Regions from separate parts of the Mus musculus genome. Here region 1 is linked to region 2. A link is a contact called in public Micro-C data. All regions are on one chromosome and are shown on one strand. Each heading gives the region's core, a stretch centred on a gene start, on an enhancer-like site or on the middle of the called end of the contact. The rest is flanking DNA. Distances are from core to core; before and after follow the strand shown. Region 1 holds the start of Fgf3 (fibroblast growth factor 3). Region 2 holds the start of Igf2os (insulin-like growth factor 2, opposite strand).

Evidence for each region. A called contact is a pair of places that touch in the nucleus more often than the background predicts.
Region 1: a Micro-C map of embryonic stem cells shows a contact between it and region 2, with 4 times the contacts expected there. The contact joins the promoter of Fgf3 here to the promoter of Igf2os in region 2. A contact is called at or near these places in 1 of 39 promoter capture datasets (embryonic stem cells), 2 of 484 Hi-C or Micro-C datasets (both in embryonic stem cells) and 1 of 115 datasets of contacts at active chromatin or transcription factors (embryonic stem cells).

Annotation. Positions count from the first base shown.
Region 1 is chr7:144,836,638-144,840,560 of GRCm38.p6, forward strand. It overlaps Fgf3 (fibroblast growth factor 3), which reads left to right and starts at 1,975. Exons shown (of 3, transcript NM_008007.2): 1 at 1,975-2,290. The coding sequence starts at 2,071. RefSeq lists a promoter at 298-1,983 and an enhancer at 1,114-1,152.
Region 2 is chr7:142,657,671-142,661,394 of GRCm38.p6, forward strand. Igf2os (insulin-like growth factor 2, opposite strand) reads left to right here and starts at 2,010. Exons shown (of 4, transcript NR_002855.3): 1 at 2,010-3,359. It also overlaps a transcript of Igf2 not described here.

The DNA of each region.
Region 1 (3,923 bases), core at 725-3,224, 2.2 Mb after region 2:
AGATCTCCTAGAACAGGAGCTACAGACATTTGAGAGCCACCATGTGGGTCCTGGGAACTGAACCCATGTCCTCTACAAGAACAGCCAGTGCTTTTAACCAATGGGCCATCTCTCCAGTCCCTTTCTTAGATTTGTTTGTTTTTAAGACAGGATCTCAAGGCCGAGGCCAGCTTCAGATCTACTTTGTAGCCTTGACCCCAGGATTCTGCTTCCACATCTCCAGGGCTGACATGCAGCAGGCCTGTTCTAGCACACCTGGCTTCTGCACTTCTCTTGGCCAGGCACAGGAAGGTAACTGGATCCAGATGCCCTCTGGATTCATTTGTGACATCTTAGGAGCTTAGGTTGGTCTTCGAGACACAGGGCTGTCCCCTGTAAAGCAGGTTCCATCAGTGACTCCAGGGTTTTAGCAGTTCAGTGGCGTAGTTTTCAGACTGCTTAAGATTTCTCAGGGGCTAGGCGTGGGGCAGAGACCCTGCAGACCCTGGCTAGAACAGAGGCCCTGGGAGACAGTTGAGGGTGCTCAGCTGTGGAGGACATGTGCATTCAGCATGCTGAAGAGGGCCTGCTACCCTAAATGAGGTTCTCAGGGTGGAAAATGTCCCAGTGTGTGCTAGTAATAGCTTCTGTATCGTGGAGGTCCCCCCACCCCAACACTTCTCAGGATCTCACATCAACAAGGGCTTCCCGCCAGACTCCTCCCAAGAGCTCAGGATCAACTTAGGAACCAATGTTGTGACCCATGCCACAGGGTCCTGAGGCATGCCTGAGGGTAGTTGCTGGCCAGGGGACCGTTGGAAGCACAGGATGTGGGGTGGGACCTTTTCTGATACCTCAGGAAGTCCTTCTTCTTTGAGGCCCTTGGCAGATAAGGAACTGAGGTCAAGAGCTCAGGGTCCAGGGAGCTATTCCCTGAACCTGGACTCCCCCTCAGCCTGCCAGGTGGGCATGCGGGCGCCATTGTGGGATCTTCTTTCCCTTCGGTTCTGTTGCCCTCTGTATCTCCACATTCCTCCCCCTCTCCACTGCTCTCCTCCTTCTTTCTCTTCAGCCAAATCTGTCATCTGCCTCACCCACCTTTATTTCTGTCTCTGCCTAGATTTCCTGGGCTCTAAGGCTCTGTGACTCTATTGTCTCTGCTCCTATCTGTGCAGTCCCCTCTCTGGACCACCGCTGGGATAGACCACTCCCACTTAAGGTGTGCAAACTTCCTGTGCTACCTTCTGGTCAGTTAGGTAGCTTCGAGCTTAGAGTCCCTGGGCCGTTGGGCCACAAGACTGGACGCCTGAGGACCGCTCTGCGGTGTGAGAAGCGACCTGCACGAACCCAACCCCGGGCTCCCCACGCACCGCCCTCCGCAATTGCTCTGGATTAGGCGCCGCCTTTCATGAGCGTTTGTCAGCTAGACTTCCCCGCAAGTTGTTTGCGCAGACATCAGTCATCCACAGTCCCATTGTGCACCCAGGATTGATGTAAGGCGGGAGGGGGTGACAGGGCCTGGGGGCGGTTGCCTTTAGGCCTCGCTCTATAATTTTCCGAGGCATAATTGGTCTGGGGGCGGGGGCGGGGCGGGGACCTTTCAGAGGCGGGAGGGGGCTCAGGGCGCACGGCGGAGGAGCGGCGGCCCGACGGCTCTGGCCCGGGAGCTGTGCGCAGGCGACGCCCGGCCTGAGTCCCGCGCCCCCGCCAGGGACCACGGCCGCCTTTTGTTGTCAAGCGCCCTTTCTTCAGAACTGTGTTCGGCAAAGAAACACGACCCCCATTCCTGGGTGAAAATTCAAAGTCTTCTTTCTCCATCTCCCTCTCCTCTTTCTTGTCTTCTCTCCACTATCTCTTCCCCTCTCCTGCTCCACCCGTCCTTATCTCCATCTCCACCTCTCTCCACCTCTCCCTGTCTCCCCTCCTCTTCCTCCCTCCCCTGTCTCCCACCTCTTCCCGGTCCCCCTCTCCCTCCCTTCCTCTCCTAGCCACAGTCGAGCCGGCCTGGCGCGCGGGCGTGTGCTCCCAGCGCCGCGCCTTCGTGAGACCCGCGCTGGCGCAGCAGCCGCTGCGGGCGGGCGCGATGCCGGGATGGGCCTGATCTGGCTTCTGCTGCTCAGCTTGCTGGAACCCAGCTGGCCAACTACGGGGCCCGGGACGCGACTACGACGCGATGCGGGCGGCCGTGGTGGCGTTTACGAGCACCTCGGCGGGGCGCCACGGCGCCGCAAGCTCTACTGCGCTACCAAGTACCACCTCCAGCTGCACCCAAGCGGCCGCGTGAACGGCAGCCTTGAGAACAGCGCCTATAGTGAGTGTTCAGGTCCGGACAGGGAGGGGAGGGTGGCGGAAGAGACCGGAGGGCTCGGTCCCCTGCCGCCACGTCCTAGATAGAGGCAGAGCTGAGGTCAGTCCGAAGACGCCGCCGCGGTCCCAGCTACCGAACTCAGCAAGCTGCCCCGCCCGTCCCGCTCCCCCAGGAGCTGCGCGGGAGGCGACCCCGGTTCTGACACGTTTCTATTACTCAATGAAAAGCCGTTGGACAAGGATTTATCGCCCTCTTTATTGTTTTGACGACCCCGGGGTGCATGGCCAGTCCCTTTCGTTCTCTTTGCTCTCAGCCGATGCGCGGAGGACACTCCACTAGGCAGAGCTCGGTTTCCGCAACGCGGCATCTGACGACAGGCTTGTCCCGCGTCCTGCGCCCTGCAAGAGAGCGCGACAGGACAAACAGGCGTCCCCTCGTGTTCCGGATGCTGCTGACACGCACCCACAGCCCGCAGCTCGATCATACCCAGGGCCAGTTCCCGAGTATTGCAGGGTTTGGCTTCTTCAGTTGGGTACCCACGAGCGGAGCTGGACCAGGAGCGTTGCTCGCTGCGTGGGAGGGAGGCCGCGCAAAACTCACCGCGCCCGGGGCGCAGGAAGCCGAACGGGGGGCGCGGGCGGCGGGGGGGAACCGCAGCTTCCTCCTGCAAAGCCGCAGCCCCGCGGGGGCGTCCTGGGGACTAGACCCTGTCGGGCCTGGAGCGCGGGGCTCCTCATGCGCACCACTCCCCATTTGCTGGATCCCGGGAGGTCCCAGATGTAGAGGAGGGGCACATTCGCTGCCACCTAGGGGCACTCAGTCTGGTGCTCGTCTGGCGCCAGCTGTAGAGGCCTCATCCTGCACCCCTCCAAACCGTGGCTAGGGCAGAATCTCAACTGAGTCCGGTAATCTGGACCATGCTGGGTCCCAGCGGCCGCTCCCTAGAAAGGGAGTGAATCCTCGACCCACTATCCCGGGGGTCTTTGACCTCCGCTCCCCTCCCAAAAGCACTATACTGTTCACGGCAAAGGCTGGTAGAAGTTTGGTTGTTTTTGTATTTTGTTTGTTTTGTGTGCCACAGTGAGTGTGTGGAGGTCATTGAGCCACTAGCTGGAGTCTGGTCTCTACTTCCATCATGTGGGTTCCTCGATCAAACTCTGGTGATCAGTCTCTGCAACTTCTCTGTCATCTGCGCTGAGAGATTGTTAACTTTTGTACCTACTCTTAGGCCTGGGTGAGCCCTGTCACCTTTCCTCAGCACCCAGGCCCTTTTCTGTGGCAGGCTACCTCTCAGCACACATCTTTGGATCACTTGCTGCCAGTGGGGGGCTGGGCTGCAAACCCTGGCTTCCCTAAGAGTCTTGGCCACCTCCCCTTCTGGGTCTCCATCTGCTCTGGGGTTTGGATCTCCCAAACCATTATGTGTGGCTTAAGTTACTTGATGCTTGCGAGACCGAGGCATTCACAAGATTGCACAAAATACAGACTGGGTCGATCTGTCCAGGTTGCACCCAAGGTGCATGGCAGGGGCAGAACATTCCCATCATGTCTTCTCCTGAGGTTAGGATTAAGGTCTCCCGCACAGTGGCAGGATGCCCCTTTCCTTACCACCTGCTCAATGTTTTCTTCCTACCAG
Region 2 (3,724 bases), core at 760-3,259:
CCACCAGTGGGAGGGGGGCCTCATCGTGCGCCCCCAGCCCTTTCTGCACAGACCAATGGGGGGAGGGAGGGGGCTCCTTCCCACATCCTCCTATGGAAAGTTACACCCAGTAAAAGGCAGGGGCAGTTATTTCTCTTTGAACTGTAACATTTCTGCCCTTCTGAGCCCGAAACCGTCCCCTCTCCCCCCAACATTCCAGGTTGGGAATGTTGGGGACAGAGTTGGGGTGTGTGGGTGGGGGGAAAAGCTAACTGTGGGGTCTGGCTTGACTCTTTTACCAATTTTGGGGGGCTCTTGGCCCCGCCCACCCACTTTTCCTTCCTGTCTCATTGGCACAAAGTCAACATACCAGGGTGGGCTTCGGAGACTCTGCCCCCCTCCTCATCACTCAGCACCCTTGGGGGGGGGTGTACAGGGCCTGCACAGCACGAATCGTACATTTTATGCAGCTCATCCATCCCCCCCTTCCCCAACACACAGTAAAGCACCAGGAAGTCTCCTGTGAGTTCAACTTACACACCCCCTCCCCAACAGCCCCCATACCCCCGCCCCTTCCCCCACTCCATGGCGCAAGGGGGAACAAAAGTTTGCTTAGGGAACGAGCCCCCAGCCCCCCACCCACCGCACCAGTCCCGCCATGCCCAAGCCGGGCTCTGCGCACCCCCCACTCCCAGGGCCCCTGAGAGCCCTTACCTGGAAGCCGGCGACGCTGCCGCCCATCTCCCTGCTGCGGGTATGCAAACCGAACAGCGGGCGAAGGCCCTTCTGCCGGGCACTCCTCTGCCAGCGCCGCTCTGCCCGAGTCGCAGAGGCCGAATGTGCGACGGGACAGAACGGGGAGATGGCTTTTTTGGTGGGGAGGGGGGCGTCTCTTCTGCTTCTTTAGGGTATCTTAGGGCTGGGGCGGGCCAGATATTGTACTTTCGGGGGGGAAAAGGTATCGGGAAATGAGGTCAGCTGTTGTATCAAGGATAGTTGGGGGGCAGAGATAGTGAGAGAGACAGAGTGAACGTGAAAGGGGGGGACCACAGAGAGGGAGAGAGGGAGAGAGGACAGCGAGAGGCGGGTAGGCTCACAGCGGGAGAGGACAGCACGGAGAGAAACAGAAAGCGTATAATTAATCCACTTGGGTAGGCGAAGGCAGAGGGCGGACGTGAGGGGGAGGGAGTCTGAGGCGAGGAGGAACGGGGAGGGGGCAGGAGGGGAGCTTAGGAAAGGTGGCGGGTAAGCGGGTGCGCGAGGGGGGGCGCACCCTAAGCAGAGGAGAGGATGCAACTTCGAAGGACCGAGGACGGTGTTGAGGGGGGAGGAATGGAGGCGTCACCCCGGCCACGGGCACCCAGCTCGGTTAGGGTCGACGGAGCCCTCAGCCGTCGTAAGCCCGGGCTTCTTGTGGGGGGGACAGGCGTGGCGGCGCCTCAGCTGCTCGGGACTGCAGCGAAAAGAGGGGAGCAGCCGGGCTGCGCACCGGGGAGGGCTGGGAGGGGAAGCGCGGGGGATGACAACGCCGGCGACCTGCAAGCCGGACTGCCTGCGGTGGGGACCGCCTCCTCTGGCGAAGCAGGAATGGGGTGTTGAGGTAGATAGAGGAGGAGGCGGTGGGGAGATCCGCAGGCCCGACGGAGCGCGGCCCCGCCGACGGCGCCCTGCACAGGAGTTAGCAGCAGCGAGGTGGCGGACGGCGTCGACGCGGGGCCGCCAGCCCGGATGGAGGCGCTGGCGGGCCGAGCGCGGGCGGGCGTGGGCCAGGAGGCGGGGGCGGCCGGAAGGGGGGGCCGGGGGCCGGCCTGGCCTCACGCAGCTCCGCCGGAGAGCAGGCGAACTCCGGGCGCCAACGCCCGGTTCTTATAGCCGCGCCACCCCGCGGCTCGGCGCCCGCTCGGGCCCCGCTGGCCTTACGCCCGCGCCAATGGGCGTCCGCAGGGCCCTCGCCCCGCCCCGGGACCGCCCCCGCAACTCGAGCCACGCGGGGAATGCGGGTCGGGGGCCCTGGGCACGGGGGTTGCCGGTGGGGGGGGGGAGTGGAGTGCCTGGTGGCAAAGATGGGGGGGGGCTGTGCGCCCCAACAGGCCCACTAAATCCTGGGTGTCTATCCCTAAAAATCGAGGTCCCATGTCATGTTTCCGGGGTGCCCTGTGCTTGTGCAACATGGGCGCGTGGTGCGAACCAACGTGCGTGGCACCCTAGGCCTCAGTGGTAGTGGCAGGACCTGTGCTCAGTTAGAGGGTTACAAGGTAGGCGCATCCCGGCCGACTGAGTTAAGGCGCAGGTAGCTGGGTAGAGGGTTCTCACAGGGACCTACTTGCTAAGCAGGGGACAGTCCCCTGGATCGGCTGGGGGGGGGGGGGGGAGCGCGCAGCCTCCACCTGCCTGAGCAGGCAGGGCGGGCTGTGAGGCACCTCGAATAGCAGCCAGATAGATCTTACTAAGCGCCCCTAACCTCTGCTTTGCCTGGGATCTCCTAGCAGCCTTTGGGGGGCCACCAGGTGCACCATGAAGGGAAGGCTGGCTTGGCCACGCCAAATCTGGGCCCCGCGTGGAGCCCCCGCACAATGTCTGCGCCCTTCAGCAGAAAAAGAAGCAGGGCGGGAAACGTAGCTCAAACCAGACCTGTAAACCAGAGCTCACTGAAGTGCTTCTAAGCGGCGCGCCTTTGGGACCCCACCCAGTATGAGCAGATAACAGTTCCCTGTCCTCAGCACTTTGAATTTGCTTAGTTGCAGGTTCGGCCCCAGGGGCCAATGCGATAATTCCGGGCTATTAAGAAACTCTCCCCGGGTGGTTTCAGATATAAGAAGCCATTGTGATTTTTACCAAGTCAAAATCACTTCTAAACCGGTGCACCTTGTTTCCCTCTCCCGACCTCCGCACCTCTAGGCCTCTAAAGGGCCACTACTGGCGGAAACCAGTGCACCCGGGGCTAACCTCCCGGCCCGACCATCAATCACCGCGCCCGCGCTCTACACTCGCTTCCCCAAGCCCTCGACCTGTAGGGTTGGAGGCTCCAAGCCGCCCGAGCGCTCTGCCCTTCCCGCTTCCTGGCCGCCCAGGCGCTTTCCCTACCACCGCGTTGTTTGCAGAGTGCACACAAAGTGGCGCGCGTTTCGGAGCGCCCAGCCCAAAGGAGCGCTGCCGCCGAGGGAGAAGCCAGCAGCCCGCTCCCGCGCTACTCCGCAGCAGCCCTGAGGACAAACTGCGAGGTAGCCGGTGCCCCGCAGTGGAAGAGCTGGGGCACGAGGGAGCGCGCCACGGGGAGCTCACCACAAGGCCGAAGGTCGGGTCCGCTGGCGCAGGAGGATCGGAGGAGAAGGGCGGGAGAGCGGATGAAGTGGGAGCTGCTGAAGTGGACGCTGCTGAAGGTGAGCGAGACCCCAAGGGCAGTCCCCAGTGAACCGGGGCAACGCCCAGTCCGTTGGAAGACCCGGGGACAATGCCCAAATTTGGGGGAAACTGGGGGCAATGCCCAGTCGTTTTCCTGGACACGGGAGCAACACTGCCCACGTCCTGGCCGCCGCGCAGTGTCCAGTGCGTGTTTGGGGCACACACACTTTTCCAAAATCTGTGCTGCCGCTGGGACACCGTAGGAGAAGTGACGAGGCCGATACCACTGTTATGCGCAGGACGGGAAGCTGCCGAAAGTGGCCAGCGGAAACAATGATCAAATTTCGGGGATCCCAAGTCAGACCCTTGTCTGATTTGCGGTCCTGGGAATGAGCGGCCCAAA